2 separate regions of the Sus scrofa genome follow, and region 1 is linked to region 2. A link is a contact called in public Hi-C data. All regions are on one chromosome and are shown on one strand. Each heading gives the region's core, a stretch centred on a gene start, on an enhancer-like site or on the middle of the called end of the contact. The rest is flanking DNA. Distances are from core to core; before and after follow the strand shown.

Region 1 (4,760 bases), core at 2,058-4,557, 76 kb before region 2:
ACACACACAACAAATATACCCACATATGCGCTTCGTGCCACAAGCATAACACAGCATACTTGTAAATGTACTCATATACCACAACACACATGCAGCACACTCACACGATGCACGTGTGCAACGCACACCAAATACATGTGCACATGGGTCGCACAAACATGCCAAAGAAGCTGTACATCACAACACACACACATGCACACAAGCACAGTATGGGGTGCACATCACACCACGTGCACAACGCACATAATACACCCATGCACTTCACACCACTCACAAAATGCATGGATAAGACACCATACACACAAGCACATATACACATGCAGCACAGTCGCAGTCTGCATGCACACATGTGCCACCAAAAAAAAAACAAAAACAAAAGCAGGCAACCCAGGCACCACATCACAACACACAGGCATTATGCCACGTACACAACACATACGATACATGCACAAGCCATGCAATCTCAATGCACACATACATGAATATTAACACATCGAGGACACACATGCACATGTGACAACACACCACACAACCAGCACCACAGCATACCTAGGCACCAGGCACACTAATACACTACACACAACACATATGCACAGCATCCACTGAATACAAGCACAATACAAAGCACCCATGGCTTATGCAATTCACACACATGCATGCATACACACATACATTCACAGCTTTGGGAGCCAGAGACTTTCTGATGGAGGCAGTGTTTCCAATTGGCAAGACATTCTTGCTCTAGGCCAATGAAAAGATGTATCAAAAGAATTGGAAAATGATCTATTCATTCATTCAGCAATCATTTTTTTACCGCCAGTTGAGATGATGGGTTCACTGTAGGTCAAGGGAAGCAGGCACAGAATAAACCAACACAACAATGACCATTTAGCCTCAGTCGTAGTGAGTATTATGAATTAAGGCTGTGGAGAGCACAAAACTGCAATGGGGTGGGCCTGGCTGGCTCTGGGAGTTTCCTGAAAAGAGCTGTTTCAGCCAAGACCTGGAGTTGGAACAGCAGGGCTGTGACCACAGTACACAGTCTAAGGAGGCTACCCCTTCCTGTGACTGCCTCTCCATATCCCTGACAAAGAGGGGCTGAGTGACTAGGCTCAGAGGGACCCCACCAGGGACCTGAGGGATATGTGGTCCTGCTCCCAACTGCTGTTCTAGCCTGATCCTCCCACCCAGAGGGGTGGAGGGTGGGTTTGCTTTCCAGGAACTCTTTGGCTCTGGGAAGAGCAGTGCTTTTAAGGGAGGGACCTAGACCACCCAACTATCTGGCTGCCTTGTCCCTGGAGGCTGGTGCCTAGACCTCTCTTCTGGGCCAGCCATGGTGATGATGGGGAAGGCAGGGGGTTTCCAGGATGAGCCCACCATTTTCCTGGGCACAGCCTGCAGGTCATCATACTTCCCAGCTTGCCTTCTGGGGGTAGGGCCACTCTGCCAGGTCAGGCTGCATCAGCTCGGTATTCTAGCTCCTGGGTCCTGGAACAGTCCCCTTAGTCTAGTGGAGGTCATAGAGGGGGTCATAAAGGAGGGGGTTCAGGCAGATTGGAGTGAATGCTTACTTCGGTACCTACTAGCTGTGTGACTATGGGCAAGTCACTTGGCCTCTCTGTGCCTTATTTTCATACCTATAAGATAGGCATAATGATAGTGCTAGCACCATCCTGCAGAGCTGTAAGGACTTATGAGTTAATACATGAAAAGTTCTTTGATTAAAGCCAGGTACACGGCAAGAGCCACATAACTGTTAGCTGTGACTATTCTTTTCATCCGAAAACAAAAACAAACAAACAAACAAACAAAAAAAAGCACAACCTTCAAAAGATCAACATATGCTGGAGTCAGTATTACAACTAGAAGTGTCTTGGAGAACATCCCCTCCCAGCCCCCTCTACATTACAGAGATAAAGCAATTTGACGTGACAATCCAGAGACAGAAGGACTAGAACCCAGGACGGGTAAGAGAGGGGACAAGGAGGGGCTCCTCCTTTCTGTCTCTGGGACAGTGGTTTTCATCAATCAGCAGGGCTGGTTAGAGACAGATCGCTGGACCCCACCCAGGATTTCTGCCTCAGCATCTCTAACAAGTCCCCAAGCGATGCCGCGGCTGCTGGTCCAGGGACCACACCTGGGGAAGCGCTGCCCTGAGACAATGGAGTCAGAGTTCTGCAAGGCTTCAGCCGGACTTTGCCGGCTGCTCTCCAGCACCGAAAAAGAGGAAGCAAGGGCCTTACTTACAGCGGATGCCGTACCTCAGGCAGCGCCCTCTGCAGGGGGATGCGGGCACTGAGCGCCTCCTCCAGGCCTCGTAGGGTCAGCTCCTCTTCAGATGCCTCCCCATCCTCCTCCTCAGCCCCCCAGTCCCTCTCCCGGACCTCCTCGTCCTGCCTCCTGCTCGGCTGCTTGATGAGCCTGTAGCTGCCACCTCTCCTGCCCTGGCTCTGGTTCCTTCTGGCCCTGTGCGAGGCCACGGCCACCAAGAGCTGATCCTCCCTCAGGGAGATAAAGGGTGGCAGGCCCTCCAGGGGGCCGTACTCTTGGTCCTCATCCTCGGACTCCAGCACCCACTCCTGAGATTCCCCAAAGTTCAGGCGGTACCCGGCTTCGGGGCTGCGTTCGGCGACCTGGGCCGTGACAACCGGGGGCCGGGCGTGCGGGGGAGGGTGCAGCACCTCCAGCATCAGCAGCGTGCATCCCAGCATCAGGAGGAGCAGCAGGAACTGCAGTCTGCAGGGTCCGTGCCTGCCTCGCTTCCTTACGAACATGTTGCTGGAACTTGCCAAATGCAACAAGTCATGTTCAAGTTCACTTTCGCCTCCTGCTCCAGGTTCCTTCAAGCTGGCAGCAGAACCTGGCTTCCTGGGTCTACCTGGAAGTTTGTTTGTTTGTTTTTGCCAGTCACTTAATCTGCTCCTTCTCCCGTCCCGACTGACATCTGCCGGCAGCGTAAGACCGGCTTCCACTTACAACCAGAAAGCCGAGAAAGCCGCGGACTCAATCCCACCACAAATGCTCTCTGAGCAAATGTCAATTGCCTTCCGAAAGACCATTCACAGGGACTTCAAATTGAACTGTTTGCCCCCCTTTGATGCCCCTTTCCTTTTGGGGGGAAAAATAATGATTTCATTTTGCTCAGGGGTCTAGTCCCACGTGTTTCGTTTTCCCCCTTGTATGCGTGGTCAGGTGGCTATAAGATGTATGAGGGGAGCTGATGGGTCCTCAGTCCCGCAGAGCTGACAGCTGTCCTCCTTTGGACCCTTCAAGTCAGGTCGGTTCAACAGATGTGGAGCCGGCAAGTAGCGCCTGATTTCCTTTCACACAGAGCTCCTCATACAGCCGGCTGCGAGGCTCTGCCAGACGCGGGCGGGCGTGCGCTCGCCTCGCTCCCGGTCCTAATGCCCTCCCTGTTCCTAGGCTTTGCGCAACCCCAGGAAGGCGACTACGGGGAAAACAAACGCCGTCACTGCTAGGACCAAACCCAACAGGAGCATCCGAGGAGTTCTGATTTGAATCTATTCCACAGCGAGGCTTCTTTCCCCACCCAAAAGGGCAGGAAAGAGTATCCCCTCCTGATTTCAGAAAGGCAGTACGGGTAGTGGAAATTCAGGTAGCTGGTTGGCTCTTTGCATGCTCAGCCTCCCAAGCTGCTGGCTGGGGTTCCCCTTTCTTCCCTCCCCACCCCCCACCCCGGTCCTCACCCTTCTGAAAAGGAGGGGTGCTTGGGGAAACGCTCTTGCAACAAGCCCCTCCTACCCACAGGAGCATCCGAATGCCAGCTCTGTACCGGCCTCTGAGCCAATGGGGGGAGGGGCGGGGGACGACAGAAGAGGAGGGGCCCTCTCCTTCGACTGTAAACTTCCTTCATTCAACCGAGAAATATTAATGCGCGGCCGCTATGTGTTAAATCTATCCTGGGCAGGGGGAGTTCCCGGCGTGGCGTAGGGAAACAAATCTGACTAGGAACCACGAGGTTACGGGTTCGATCCCTGGCCTCGCGGGTGGGTTGAGGATCTGGAGTTGCCGTGAGCTGTGGTGTGGGTCAAAGACGCAGCTCAGCTGGGATCCTGTGTTGCTGTGCCTGTGGTGTAGGCCATCGGCTACAGCTCCGATTGGACCCCTAGCCTGGGAACTTCCACATGCCATAGATGTGGTCCTAAAAAGCAAAAAGAAAGAAAAGAAAGAAATTATAAAAATAAATAAATAAAATATACAGTGGGGACAGATGGTGATAAAAGCTAAGGAGGAAAATAAAGCAGGGAAGGAAGCTGGGGAGCTTGGGTTAGGGGTTGACAGTTGACACTGTGAGCAAGTGTTCCCAGAAGCATTTGTGTAAGGAAGACAAGCAGTACAGTATGGAGAGAACTGGGGACAGAGAGGACAGCAAGTACAAATGTCCTGAGGTGAGATTTTTGCCTGGCCTTTTGCGGGCCTGCAGAGGGCCAGTGTGGCTGGAACAGAGTGGGAACAGTAGGAGTGAAACAAGAACAGTAAGAGGGGGGAGTGACGGGGGACCTTGCAGGGCATTTTAGGGATTCTGGCTTTTCCTCTGAGTCAGGTGGAAGCCCTTGGAGTGTTGTAAGCACACAACAGACACAATCGACTTGGATTTTAACTGGATCACTCTGGCTTCTGTGTTGAGATTAGACCGTGGGGGAGAACAGGGCAGAAGCAGGGAGGCCCATGGGGCGGGTGAGACATGGTAAGGACATCATGGGAGGTGGGCAGGAGCACTCAGCCTCTGATGGATTTTA
Region 2 (4,549 bases), core at 1,843-4,342:
CAGGCCCTTAGCGACTTCATGCGTGTGACTGGCAGTGGATGCTCAGTGTCAATGAGCTCAGCAGGGGCTGTTGCTAAAGACGTCTGTTCTCTACTTGGCCTTTTCTCATGGCTCATTGGGCTTCCTCACAGTATGGCAGCCAGGGTCCAAGAAGGGATGTTGTAACAGGAAAAGATGGAAGGTGCTGTTCTCTTGCATAGACTATGTCCACTATATTCCACTGGCTAAAGCCAAACACAAAGCTAGTGCAGATTTGAGGAGAGAGGAAATAGACTCTAGTTCCCGATGGAGAAGTGGCAGGGACACATTGTGTAAGAGCACACAGGATGGGAGATAGAATTGTGACCATCTTTGGCAGAAAGAAGAGGAAAGCCAGTCATTGGAGGGTGTGTGGACCGCTGACCTAAAAGTGCCCAGATATGGAGTTCCCTTTGTGGCTCAGTGGTTAAGGAACCCGAGTAGGATCCATGAGGATGTGGGTTCAATCCCTGGCCTTGTTCAGTGGGTTCAGGATCCAGCGTTGCCATGAGCTGTGGTGCGGGTCGCAGATGCAGCTCGGATCTGGTGTTGCTGTGGCTGTGGCGTAGGCCGGCAGCTGTCACTCTGATTTAACCCCTGGCCTGGGAATCTCCATATGCTGCAGGTGTGGCCCTAAAAAGAAAAGAAGACGAAAAACAAAAAAACTCAATATTACATACTTTCATGCACACACCAAGGATGGCCAAGATGAGGGAAGTAATTTCTGGAAAATTTTGAGGACCTTCCTTCCCTCAAAAGCCCACCACCTGCCCTCCCATCACCACAAACTTACATTTTAAAGTAACACTTATCAATATGTTTGGGTTTGCAGATGATAAGCCAAAGTGATGCACATATTTTCCCCGAGACTGGTCCTCTAAGCCAAGGTTCAATGTCCAAGGCATATTAGACCCTGGATCCTACAGGCAGAGCGTCTGAGGTCATAAACATTTGAATGCCTTCAGAAATGCCTGGGGCCAAAAAAAAGGGAGGGAGTTCCTGGGGGCTCAGTAGGTTAAGGATCTGAGTTGTCACTGCTGTGGTCTCTGCTGTAACTGGGTTCAATCTCTGGTCCGGGGAATTTCTGCATGCTATGGCATAGCCAAAAAAAGGTCTGGCCCAAGAAATAGCAACAACAACAATAGCAGCAAAAAAAGACAAAAGACAAAAAAAAAAAAAAAAAAAAAAAAAAAAAAGGAGTTCCCGTCGTGGCGCAGTGGTTAACAATCCGACTAGGAACCATGAGGACGACGGTTCGATCCCTAGCCTTGCTCAGTGGGTTAACGATCCGGCATTGCCGTGAGCTGTGGTGTAGGTCGCAGACGCGGCTCGGATCCCGTGTTGCTGTGGCTCTGGTGTAGGCCGGTGGCTACAGCTCTGATTCGACACCTAGCCTGGGAACCTCCATATGCCATGGGAGCGGCCCTAGAAAAGGCAAAAAGACAAAAAATATATATAAATAAAAAAATAATAAATTCTGCAGTACCAGGGTCTGAAGTTGGTTGAATCTGTGGATACAGAGGAAAGACTAAATGATACACGGAATAGCCCCCACATGGTTCAAGGGTCCACTGTCTCTTTTCTACTCTTTGGGGTGGTAGGGATGCTCTCGAAGGCATTGTGCCCAGCCCTGCTGAACATCATAAATGGCCATCACACTATTTGGTGTCCCTAATCCACAGCTGACCTGGCCTCATCTACACATGAATTCATCTGTATGTGAAATCCTTGCCACACTGCTTCTAGAGAAGCAAGCCAGCATGTACTTAATTTTTGTGTGATTTTGGCTAAGAGTCCCAATTCCAGTCTCAAGGACAGCACACCCCAGGTCCCCCATAAGTACATTTGTCAGATCCCATGTTCTTACTTTGGTTCAGAAAACATGGCTAAGTATAGAGGGTGGGGTCTGAGGGTGCCTGGGAGGAAGAGGATAGTGATGGGGGGGTCTCAGGGTCAAGGTTCCTTGACTGTCCCCCAGGCTGCTTCCTCACTCCACCCTCCTGCCTCCATGTTTCCCAGTTAAAGCAGCAACAGGAAATTCAGGACCCATCAAGAAAATCTACTGGAAGTCTTGGGAACTAGATAAGGAAGGAGGTGAGGAAGTGAGGAAGGAGTCTGGGGGAAGGGCGGAAGGGTTACAAACTCCCTTACAAATAGTGAAGGTGGGAAAAATCCTGAGAGTCCCTCAGAGCTGGGTCTTGAACCACCACTTGAGCGGTGGACATCATTTTCTATACAAAGTCCTTTCTTGGGAATTCCTGGCCAGATATTAATTTCCTCCCTCCAGAGTGGAGCTCCAGTAACCAGTCTTGGGCCAAAGCAGCTTCAATATGTGTTTAATATTGTTCAGGCAATCAAAGAATGTGGGGATCTGTAACAAATCTAAAACAGCTTCAAATAGAGGGCAAGTGTAAACAAAGAGCTTTGCGGTCGCCATGTTTTTTCCCATAGGCTGTCCTTCCAGACCATCGCAGAGTTGAAAGAAGTCATCCTATTTTTAAAGACCTCCAAAGGAGATTCCACTGTCTTCCTTCACATCCTGTCCTCTCAAGGCTGTCAAGTTCTCTCTGAGCGCTAACTAAATTTAAGTGCAGAAGCTATGGCCACCCAGCCGTGGGAGCCAGAGGAAACGTCCACCAGCTCCGGCATAATCTTCTTCAAGTGGAGTTCCTGCCTTGGCACAGTGGGTTGAGAACACATTGTTGTCTCTGCTGAGGCACGGGTTTGATCCCTGGCCCAGGAACTTCCATAGGCCAAGGGTGAGGCCAAAAAATAAATAAATGAAAGATGGTCAGTAAATCCTTGGAGCCCTGATAATCCTTATTTCCACAACCTCCTTTGGGGCTGGGGAAATCTGTTCTTCTAGAACATCAGTGTTGACTTTCCCCCTCACTGAAGAGGTCCTTTTGGCCCCCCAGAAAGGAGGGAAGATAGCTCCAGTGGCACTGAAGGCCTAGCTCAGTTTAAGTTAGTTTGTTTGTTTGTTTTGTTCGTTGGCTGTAGGACGTTTCCTAGCCAGGGATCGAATCCTCACCACAGAAGTAACCAGAGCCACAGCAGTGATAACACCAGCTCTTTAGCCCACTGAGCCACCAGGGAGCTCTCCAGCTCTATTTAGAGGGTGAGTGGGATATGGGTGACCACACTGGCCTCCACTCACACTCCTGGCCCTGCCAGGGGCTGTCAGCTTCTCCCTAGCACCCTGTGCTCCAAGGGAAGGGACCAACTCCTCCCCCTCCCCTGCACCCCAAGAGTGTCTTGGCTTTCAAGGAATAGAAGCCAAACATATCAGGGGAGCATGGCCACACCCAAGAGGAAAAAGCAGCTCAAAAGCTGGGTCACAGGGTACAGGGCTGCTGGACGTTGGATGCATCCGGCCTTGATGTTTCTGAGGAAGAAAGGGAGGAAGGAAACCAGGGCCTGCTGGCTTTCTGAAGCCTGCTTGGCCTCTGAGATTGTTCTCACATGCTTCAGATTGCCCAGACTGAGGCTCAAAACTGGCTTGAGACTCTTTTCCAGATTGCATCCTGACCCCAATATTAGGGCTGCACAGACGAGATGATCAGCAGGGAGGGTTGCCACATCCTATGCTTCTGGGAGGGTGGGGGTCCTTGAAGAACAGAGAGGTGTGGGGGCGGACTGCCTGTGTTGGGAGAGCATCCTGTATACATGCACTTTAGGAGCTCCTGGATGCCTCAAGGCCTGGAGCAGGGGGTCCTCCAGAACAAGATGTGTATAGGACATGCTCACTTGTGAGTGGGAAGAGCACTGGCCTTGAAGTGAAAGGTCTGGTTCCTCCCCAATCTCTGGGAGCCACTGGGGGCTCAGGTTTTTGGGGTTCCATCAGTGGTTTCCACCAAGGCTTCCTAGTTTGTGCCAAAAAATTTTCCAGACCTCCAAGTGACACACCTTCCATGGTAAATTAGGTTCTAAAGGTAAAATATAAGGGGAAACTCTTGCCCATGTAAATATTCCCCTTTTGAATCCCTTAGGTTACTCACAAACACAAAGATGCACTTATTTTGAGAGGCATTTGTAAGATCAGAGACCCACCAAGGGGGTGAGGTCACATCCACCAATCCCTGTTCAAGCCCAGGCATTCATCCCCTCATTGGGAGGAAAGGTGACCAATAGCCAGCATTGTCAAATGGCTATAGCTTTTGTTTTGTTCTGCTGTTTGTGCGTTTGTTTGCTAAACCCATGTTGTCAATTTTGCATAGGTTCAGCATGCACTTAATGCAACCCTATTCTAAATGTATTTTTAAATATTTGTTGATTCTAAAAATACATTTTGGAGTTCCCTGGTGGCCTAGAGATTAAGGATCTGGTGATGTCGCTGCTCAGGCCTGGGTCACTGCTATGGTGTGGGTTCTATCCTTGGCCTGGGAACTCCTCATGACAAAGGTGCAGCCAAAAAATAAATAAATAAATAAAATTTTAAAAATACATTTAGGTAAATGTGACTAGGAACTCAGGAAAGTTTTTACATGATCTTGTGTTTTATTTGTTGCAGTAACATCTATGCACATCG

The links. Hi-C and Micro-C count contacts between places; a contact is called where the count stands out from the background.
Region 1: a Hi-C map of retroperitoneal adipose tissue shows a contact between it and region 2, with 5 times the contacts expected there. The contact joins the promoter of GALNT15 here to the enhancer-like site in region 2. A contact is called at or near these places in 1 of 5 promoter capture datasets (liver), 27 of 47 Hi-C or Micro-C datasets (alveolar macrophages, brain, embryonic fibroblasts and 15 more) and 1 of 2 datasets of contacts at active chromatin or transcription factors (skeletal muscle).

Annotation. Positions count from the first base shown.
Region 1 is chr13:3,328,636-3,333,395 of Sscrofa11.1, reverse strand. GALNT15 (polypeptide N-acetylgalactosaminyltransferase 15) reads right to left here and starts at 3,307. Exons shown (of 10, transcript NM_001206447.1): 1 at 2,248-3,307. The coding sequence starts at 2,774.
Region 2 is chr13:3,252,709-3,257,257 of Sscrofa11.1, reverse strand. LOC110256513 (a long non-coding RNA gene) reads left to right here. Exons shown (of 3, transcript XR_002338105.1): 3 at 2,470-2,789. Among named protein-coding and RNA genes, the nearest start is that of GALNT15, 75 kb to the left of the region's middle. Within about 2 kb of position 3,092, at least 4 of the 83 cell types and tissues checked have an H3K27ac peak or open chromatin away from gene starts, as enhancers often do. A contact at or near this core is called in retroperitoneal adipose tissue and subcutaneous adipose tissue, where this site is marked.